Linked DNA regions of Mus musculus: region 2 is linked to region 1. Evidence: chromatin contacts called from public HiChIP or PLAC-seq data. All regions are on one chromosome and are shown on one strand. Each heading gives the region's core, a stretch centred on a gene start, on an enhancer-like site or on the middle of the called end of the contact. The rest is flanking DNA. Distances are from core to core; before and after follow the strand shown.

Region 1 (4,746 bases), core at 1,633-4,132:
ACACAGGAAGCCTAAAAAGTGAGGCAGACAGCACGGGATAGCATCTCTTCTACAGCAGGGAGCCTTGCCTCAATGGCCAGCTCCTCCCCTCCTGTTCGACACACTTAGCTTCATGTGGACCAAAACTTATGGGTCTCATTGCAAAATGAGTTAGAAAAAGATAAAAGGTGGAGCATTCAAAAGTTTAAAAGTTCCACACAGTATATATTAACCAAATTATCATACTCTAACCCACAAATTTGTACAAGTAAATTTTTTTAAAGATTTATTTATTATTATATAGTAAGTACACTGTAGCTGTCTTCAGATGCACCAGAAGAGGGCATCAGATCTCATTACGGGTGGTTGTGAGCCACCAAGTGGTTGCGGGGATTTGAACTCAGGACCTTTGGGTGAGCAGTCAGTGCTCTTACCCGCTGAGCCATCTGTACAAGTAAATTTAAAGATGGGGGTGGTGCACTCCTTTAATCCCAGCACTCAGAAGTCAGAGGTGGGCAGATCCCTGAGTTTGAGGCCAGCCTCCCTCTACTGAGTGAGTTCCAGGACAGCTGGGGCTACACAGAGAAACTGTCTCAAAAAGCCTGTGTGTGTGTGTGTGTGTGTGTGTGTGTGTGTATTTTTTTACTACTTGGGAGTGATGGTGCACACTTGTAATCACTGTACTAGGGAGGTGCTCAACTACTTTCTGAGTCTGAGGCCAGCTTTGCATATTATGCCATTGTCTAAAAGCCAAAAACTTGCACTTGCCTCAGAAACAGGTTTGGATGCACAGAAGCCACATAAAACTGTGTTAATCCTAAAAACTGTTTAAAATCCTAGTTTCTATGAGGAGGCAGAGGGGAGGCAGAGGGGAGGCTGAGGCAGGTACATGTGGGCCAGCTAGCCTGCTTTATGCAGTGAAGAGCAAGAGACCTTGTCTCAAACAAGGTGGAAGGTAAGGAATAACACTGGGGGTTGTCCTCTGCCCTCTACACGTGTGTTGTAGCATCTCTCTGTTTCTATCTCTGTCTCTCTGTCTCTGTCTCTGTCTCTCTCTCTCTCTCACTCACACACACACACACACACACACAGACTCTTTTTTTTTTAATGAAGCCACATTTGTCTTCTGTGGAAAGAGAGCAAGAGGGCAAGTGCAGATCAGAAGGAGGACCTATCAAAGGGCTTGTGTTCTCACATTAGAGTTTGGTGAGCAGTAACCTGTTACAATGGATTCCTTAGGAATCACTTAAGACACCAACACTGGAAACATGGACTCGCTCTGCTCAGGATTTAGGACAAAACTTGAAAGAAACAATTATTAAGAGCTCCACGATATTTTGATGAGCGGCAAGCACAAATATCAGCTAACCCAAATGCAACTTCTTTGCTGTTCACTGAGACTTTCAGAACCGTAAAGCAACCTTAGTCTCTGGAGGCACTTGGAAAAAGGTAAAATGTATCAATGTGTGCGAGGCTGATGGTCTCCTCCCACCTTTACGTGGGTTCCCGAGCCGGAGCTCAAGTCCTCGGGCTTGCATGGCAGTACCTTTCCCTGCTAAGCAGGTCCTACCCTGACACTTCCTACATTGTTAGGATGATGTGTATAAGGAGGGTAAAGGATGTCTCAAAAGCCTGGACAAACACAGCAGGGGTGTGAACTGAGAATCAAGACAGCCAGGCATGGTGGCATGCTCCGTTAATCCCAGCACTCAGGAGACAAGGGGCAGATCTTTGAGTTCAAGGCCAACCTGGTCAGAGCTACAGAGAAACCCTGTCAATCAGTCAATCAATCAATCAATGGTATCAGTCAGTTAAAAAGAGAATGATAGATTAATCAAAGAAAACTTGTTAAAAATTAGGATTGCATTTGTATGTGAGAAGGGTCAGGCACTAGTTACGGCTTATGTGGAGGCCAGAGGACAACATGCAGGAGACAGTTCTCTCCTTCCATTAAGTGGGTCCTAGAGCTGGGACTCAGGTCATCAGGTTTGGTGGCAGGTACCGTTACTAGCCAAGCTACCCGACTGGCACGGAACCACAGTTTTTTAAAATAAGACTTGAGTTTTCCCTGATGGCTTCCTAACGTCAGCCTTCTACAAATGCACAATGGTCATGTTGGCGTACCTTGAAACACCCATCTGAACACTATTCTGCCACCCAAAGAATAGACAGCTAACATCCAACCCTGGCAATGAAAGCTAGTTATTTAAACCATTTGCTTATGACGAGTTTCACAAAGGAGGGCCCCGTTTAACCAGCTCGCTCACAGAAAACATACAAAATAGCAATGAGCTGCCATCCCCTGTGCCCTCAAATGTGTGAAAGCAGAGTCATCTTATCCAACTTTGATGAAGGGAAACTGGAGCCGGGAGCCTGGCACCCACCCAGCCCTGGCCACCTGCTCCAAGACCTCCTTCCTAACCCTGACCACCTGCCAGAATAGCAACCCCAACTCCATCCCCACTCTGCTCCACGTCCTCTTTCTCCACCCTGGTCACCTGCCAGGATCCCCCAGCCTGGCTGGCCTGGATCCCTCTTCGGCTTCAGGTTCGTTCTCTCTAATCATCTGGTTCTCCCTCATCTGGGCTGAAACCCCTCTGCCTGCCTCCCTCTCCCACCTCCCACCCCGCCCCCTAAGTCCAGCCTGAGTCCCCGCGGCCGCCCGGCTCGGGCCCCCTTCCCGCCCCCCTTCGGCCCGCCCCGGCCCCGTGCACAAGTCGCGCGCCCACACTTAGGTTCCGCCCAGCGCGCCGCAGCTCACCAGGTACTTGCCGTCCGGGGAGAACCTGCAGAGCAGGCCCGAGAGCTTGAATGACTCCGAGAAGTTCATGGCCACGGCCAGCCCGGGCCAGCCCGGCTCCGAAGTACCTCCCGCAACCGCCCCAGGCAGCGGCCGGAAGTACAGGGGCGGAAGCGAGCAGCAGCCAATGGGAGCCTCAAGCGGCCGCGCGGCATTGTGGGGCGGGAAGTCCGAGTTTGAGTCTTAAAGGGGCTGAGCGCCTTTGCGCTATAGCGGATCTCCCTGCAAATCCCGAAACGGAAGGCTGAATTCTGACTTCAGATAAATCACAAAATAAATATGTTCCCAAAAGTTACCCGGGGCATACTTAGACTAAAAGACTCCCTTATCTGAAATTCAGGTTGTAACTAGACCTCTGTACTTGTGAACATACATTTATTTACATGTAAATGCGTATTTATGTGTAAGTATATAGTCGTATTTCGATACACCTCTTTAGTAGATAACAAATTTTTTGTTACAGGAGCTGAGAGTGCGGTTCTATTGGCAAAATGATTGCTTAGCATATATGAAACCCAGGTTTTGGTCCGCAGCATCGCATAAACCCCGCACGATGGTTTGCATTAAAAAAAAAAAAAAAATCCTACACCTGAAACCAGAGACGCAGATGTTCAGGGCATCCTTCGCTACCTATAGAGTTGGAGGCTATGCAGGGCTGCGTGAGACCCTTTCTCAAACAGAACAAAGCAAAGTATTTTCCACGTATAAGTATAAATATAGGTTTGCTTTGAGGTTTTCCTGAGAGCGACCACCTGCAGCGTGACCTCGTGACGTTCAAGTGCTTCTCAGGTCTGTGGCGGAACGAATTCGAAGGCATGTGGATCTCGTGGGTCGCCTCACCTTTTTGGAGGTTCTAGTTAGAGTGTGGACTTGATTCAGAGGTGTGGCTCGGTACCCGGGACGGCAGCCTCGGTGGGCACGTAGAATACAGCACCAACTGGACTTCAGACCAGGATCGCTCCCCAAAGCGCTCTGCTCCCTCCCTCGCGCAGCACCCCGCGTCCTGTGCCCCACAAGGCTCCCCATTCCGGTGTCATTCGGGAGGTTGGATGTTCCTGTCTGCACCCAAAGCTTCAGAGGATCACTTAAGGCTCAGCCACTGCCTTTGGAGCTAAGTTCCGAATTCTGAAAGACCGGAATCTAGTATTGCTCGGTCCAGCTCATAGCTCCCAGTCTCTTCCGCACCGCTGCATCTAATTTCCACGAATGAATGAATGAATGAATGAATGAATGAATGAATGGCGGTGCTTGCACCATTCGGAGAGGATCTGCAGAGTGCGCGGCCAGCGTCCTGGCATTTTCTGTTCCCAACCAGTCCCAAACTCTTGCTTGGTATTCATCTTTGTCTCTAATCTGCAGCTCGCAAATAATTACTCCTCGTAGCTATTGGCCTAACACCAGGTCAGGCTTTCGAGTTCGAGAGAGATTCGGTCTGCTCCAACCCACCTCCCTTGCAACGCCACTAGCTGCACTAAAGCGACTTCCAGGGCATGTGGGAACACCTTGGGCAAGGACCACTCTGCAGTGCCACTAAGGGGTCCCACAAGGACCCAACTCCTTCTGTGCGCCAGACTACGGGTCTGCGTGGTAGATGAGGGCACCGGAGACCGCTCACTTGCCCAGAGGGGAGATGGCGGGTGGTGAAGAAGACTTCTTGAGCCAGAGAAGAGTCCCCTGACTAACTCCGAGCCGCTCTATGTGCACAGTTTGTGGGCATCCGTTGGGCATCGCCTAGCACACCAATCCAAGGAAAGACTCTGATACCCTGGGCTAGGAAACCCGGACTGCAGGCCGTGGCCCCCGGGGTGTGTAGGTATCAGGAGGCGCAACTTCTGGCTGGACTTTGAAGAGTCCAACCCAGAGGGTCTGCGCTCGACCCTCTTTCCAGGCGGGCTGTGGTCTCTGCCAGGCAAATCGAGGGGGGCTTCGAGCCGTTCTCAGAGACGGAACCCCGCTGGTGCTGGCCG
Region 2 (4,746 bases), core at 966-3,465, 1.7 Mb before region 1:
CATGTTCAACACAAAAACTATTCCACCTCATACTCTCCCAGTCTCTCACCCCGAACACTAATATTTTCAAGAGTTAGTTGAACTCTTGAATGAGAAACCTGCAGATAGACTACAAAAAGAGAGACATGGTCAAGTCTCAAAGGGTTTGTTAAGCTGGGCACGATAGTACAGTCCCCTAAGCCCAGCATTCTGGAGCCAGAGACAAGACCATCTGTATGAGTGAGACCAGCTTGGTCTACAGAAGGCTCAAAGACTGTTGAGGCTCATAGCCAAGACTGTTTCAGAATAAAGCAAACACCAAAGGGCTCCTGTGAAGGAGCAGAAAGTCTGGGACAAGGTCTAGGTGCACTGCTATACTATTAGGGATATTTGTTTTCTGGTTCTGTTGGTCCGTGTGGATGTTTTAGCTGGGGGCTGCTGTAGTCAGTTGTCTCCTTCTCCTTCTACAACGTGGGACTTCAGTATCAAATCCAGGCTCTCAGGCTTGCCAACAGGTTCCTTAACTAACTAAACCATTTAATCAACCCAGTGTGTTTGTTCTTTAAATTTTGTACAACATTTGTTTGGTATGTGGGTTGTGCCTATGGAGGTCAGAGGACAACTTGCTGGAGTCAATTCTCCTCCTACCATGTTGATCCCAAAACTAAATACAGGTTGTCAGGCTTGGTGACAAATGTGGTTCACACACGTAAGGAAGATTTAGATGGGATTGCTAAGAGGTTAAGACTGCTACACAGCTAGACCAGATATCAAAAAAGACAGCTGTCTAGGGGTATTTCTGTTACAAATGGTTTCTGGCAAGGAAAGGCCAGGAATATTGATCGACATATTACAATGACACTAGAACAAAGAATGGCCAGTTCAGACACTAACAGCGCTGAGGGTGAGAACCAGGGACCTGGTGCTCAGAGGTTCTCAGCAGAACCATGGAACAAACAGGACAATAGGGTGGTGAGCTGATGTGGTCATACAGGAATTGTTTCAGCAGGGCTAGGACAGCCAGCTATCCTGGTTATTGTACCCCCCTACCAACTGCCCCAAGACAGCATCTAGGGCACATGCGAACAATCTACTGTAAATTCACAGGTTGGTATTAACAATGACAGACATTAGGACAGCTCTGCAAAGGACTCACTTTTTCTCTCTCAGATGCCGAAGGCGATGGAATACATTGATGACATCCCTGATTCGTCTCGGAGCCTCTTCTATTTTGGAAGCCAGGTGAACACAAGCCATGGACACATGCTGAAATGTACATTGTGACACGGGTGTTTTTCCCCCCAACTTGAGAACCTTCCAAGGCATTAAAACTATTAGAAACAACCAGAAGATACAGAGACAGACAGGCCTCTAGGGAAAGAGCTGTGTAGACTTTGCAGGACAGAATTCAGCTAAGCACTGGGCAGAACAGGCCAGGTTTCATCCCAATTCATTTCTCCGAGAAAACAGAAAGAAGCCTACCTCCATGGAATGTTTCACGAAGGACTTAGTGTAAAAGAACCGCTGGAACAGCACCTGCCCTGTAGCCATGGCCACCTAGGGACAGAGAGGGTTCCATCACGTTTGAATGCAGGACTCACGCTTGTCCCGGCTACAATGTCTTGTGTGATTTCCCCCCAGGACAAATAGCCACGACAGTTTCCATTTCCCCCAAAGGGTTTGGGTCTCGCGAGGCTTTCTTGGGGGTAAAAGGGCTTCGGCTCCGGCGGAGGGGGAAGGGGAAGGGGAAGGGATGGCGGGTGCGGGTTATTTCAAGGCTGCGGAGCGCACAGGCTCGGACCTCGTCGCCTGGGTCCGGTGAGCTCCGGGCCGGGGGCCGGGACGACAACAAAGGCCCGGCCCTCGGCCCTCGGCCGGCGAACGGCCCCTGCAGAGCTCGCGGCCCGGCCCTTACCTGCGGCAGGCGGAGCAGGATGCCGGCTGCCTGGATGAGCTCGCAGCCCACGACGCGGAGTCCCGTCTCCGTATCGACGTCGAGGCCGCTCGACATGGACGGCGTGAAGCGGAGCTTGTCGTCGGGCAGCAGGCAGTTTTCCAAGGTGATGAGCACGCCCGAGTAGAGCCTGTCGCCGATCAGCACCCCCTGAGACCCCGGGGCCGCTCCCGCCGAGCCGGAAGAGCAGGCCGCCGACGCCGGAGCCATCAACCCCGCAGCCCCGGCCGCCGCCGCCGCCATTTTGTGCCGCCGACTCTTCTCGGGCCCTTCCCGTCAGGGCGGCTGCTCGAGACGATCGTGGCCGCCCCGCCCCGCCCCCTCCCATTGGCTGAACGTCACCGCTGTCTCGACGCCGTTGGCCGTACGACCAGTCCGTCAGTGTCGCGTCAGGCACCGACGCCGGAAGCACCCACGGGTGGGGCTGCTCGTTACCCACTTGGCTCCGCGGCCTGGCCCGAACCGGAACTCCTGCCTGGCAAAAGGGGTTCTAGAAGGGCGCCTTTCTTTGGGGGTTGGGACAGAACAACTTTTCTCCCACAGTCCCACGTGCACGACGTTACACCGCGACTTAGTTCGGAGTCTTTAGTTCTCAGCCCTCCCTTCCGTCCTCGGGCTCTGGAACAGCTGTGGGGTGGATCTGCCAGCATTAAAAGGGCAGATGTGCCTTTAATCCCAGCACTTAGGCAGGCGGATCTGTGTGGGTTCAAGGTCAGCCTTCTCTCTACAGCTAGAGTTCCAGGACAGCCATGGCTGAGAAACTTTGTCGCAAAAATAAATAAAATACTAAACAAAAAAGTGCAGATGAAGGGTCTGGAGAGATGGCTCAGCAGTTCAGAGAACTGACTGCTCTTGCAGAGGTCCTGAGTTCCAGCTACGACATCATGGCTTGCAGCCATCTATCTGTGATTGAATCTGATATCCTCTTCTCTCATTCAGGCACAAATGCAAACAGAGCACTCATATACACAATCTTTTCTTAAAGGGGACCCCCAATAATCTACTGCAGCAAATACAGGCCAAAAAAATGGCTTGGGGACCTTGAAGATCAAGGTGAAACGGCTTGTAGTAGACCCTACAGACAATATTAATATTCCTGACTCCAGTCCTGGCCTGCTTAGTTTCACCCAAAACAGTGCTGCTGCCACTACACAATAGATGTTTCCTGTCACTGCTCAGTTATCTCAAGCTTTTGATAAGATTTCAGCCAGGTTCGGTGAAACGGAAAATTGGGAGGACATGGGAGTTTAAGGAGATCCCTGTATAACTCTGATTCAGGTATGGTGAACAGCCAACAAGGTTGCCAAAAGTCAGTATTCCATAGTCCAGCTGTAGTGGGGTGATTGGATTCCACTCCTAAGCAGACCCCACAAAGATCTCATCAGTCCTCTCACTGTAATGGCCACGCTGCTACTGTCTGTCCGTCTGTCCCACCCCTAGGCTGCAGCTCTAAAGTAGGCACAATTGTCATTGCCTGGTCTGCCCATTCCCTAAGCTGAAACTGAACCAAGAATTAGAAAAGACTGTTGGCTCTAGTCACTCAACCCAGACTCTGGTTCTAGAGATGACTATTACATCCATCAGGAAGAGAAACCTATATTGGAGAGGGATGCTTGGTTACAACTCAACAGTGATTTGCAGTATCTTGTCTTTTTTGTGTGAAGTAGAAAACAAAGCTCAGTGATGGGGCCACATGGATGTGTATCTTCTCCAATATCAATAGCAAGTGGCTAATGAGTAATATATGTGCAACATTCTGGCAAAGTGTTAAGCATATTGTATGCAAGACACCAACCTAGTACAGTGACGTTTAGGCTGATGAAAAAGTCAAAAAAGCCTTGTAGGAATCCTCAGGAAAGAGAAGCCAAACTTAAGCTTGCCTGCAGTGGTGAGAGGACAGATCTTTAGGGACTGGGAACATTACGGAGTTGTAAGCTTCTGTAGTATGTGTGAAGCCTTGTGTTTAGTACCCTGAATCCCAGAAACTAGACATGGCCAGTACATACCTATAATCCCAGCACGTGAGAAGTAGAGGCAGGAAATCAGGAACTTAGAATCACTCTTGAGGTACGTGAAATTGTCAAAAGCAACACAAATTATAGGAGGGAAATTAGGACTTGATAAGTTATATATTGTGCTAGAAGTGTGCATTGAGTCTGAGGGAAGAGCTCAGAATGACTCGTAAGCAACTGATGGCCTAAGATGAGGAATGGTGTCACTATAATCCAGCATGGTTCCAACTGGAGGCAGAGACAGGCATTTATGGCTTCTGGAGCAAAGGGCTCAACAAAGTAGACGTGGGCCTTTCTTTTATAAATGTGACTGGCAATTAAGAATTTCCCCAAAGATAAAACATTTAATCATGAAGAAGAAACTAGTCCAGACAAAGAATGCTCTTAAAGGAAGCAAAACACTCCATCCAGCAGGTAAACTTTTTAAGATACAAGTAGCTAGGCATGGTGGCATATGCCTATAATCCCAACACTCAGGACGCAGAGGCAGGCTGAGTGCAAAAGTAGCCTGATCTGGATACTCTGTGTGTGTGTGTGTGTGTGTGTGTGTGTGTGTGTGTGTGTGTGTTTAAAGGTTAATAAACCTGGGCAGTGGTGGCGCACGCCTTTAATCCCAGCACTTGGGAGGCAGAGGCAGACGGATTTCTGAGTTCAAGGCCAGCCTGGTCTACAAAGTGAGTTCCAGGACAGCCAGGGCTACACAGAGAAACCCTGTCTCGAAAAACCAAAAAAAAAAAAAAAAAAAAAAAAAAAAGGTTAATACAATAACTTCAGGATGTTTCTGAAACTGACATGGTTTAT

The links. HiChIP or PLAC-seq counts read pairs in DNA pulled down with a chosen protein or histone mark.
Region 2: an H3K27ac HiChIP or PLAC-seq map of epiblast stem cells shows a contact between it and region 1, with 10 times the contacts expected there. The contact joins the promoter of Ccnl2 here to the promoter of Wrap73 in region 1. A contact is called at or near these places in 1 of 39 promoter capture datasets (pre-B cells) and 1 of 115 datasets of contacts at active chromatin or transcription factors (epiblast stem cells).

Annotation. Positions count from the first base shown.
Region 1 is chr4:154,140,508-154,145,253 of GRCm38.p6, reverse strand. Wrap73 (WD repeat containing, antisense to Trp73) reads right to left here and starts at 2,882. Exons shown (of 12, transcript NM_021499.2): 1 at 2,741-2,882; 2 at 1-11. The coding sequence starts at 2,809.
Region 2 is chr4:155,809,958-155,814,703 of GRCm38.p6, reverse strand. Ccnl2 (cyclin L2) reads right to left here and starts at 2,215. Exons shown (of 11, transcript NM_207678.1): 1 at 1,895-2,215; 2 at 1,462-1,536; 3 at 1,136-1,245. The coding sequence starts at 2,176.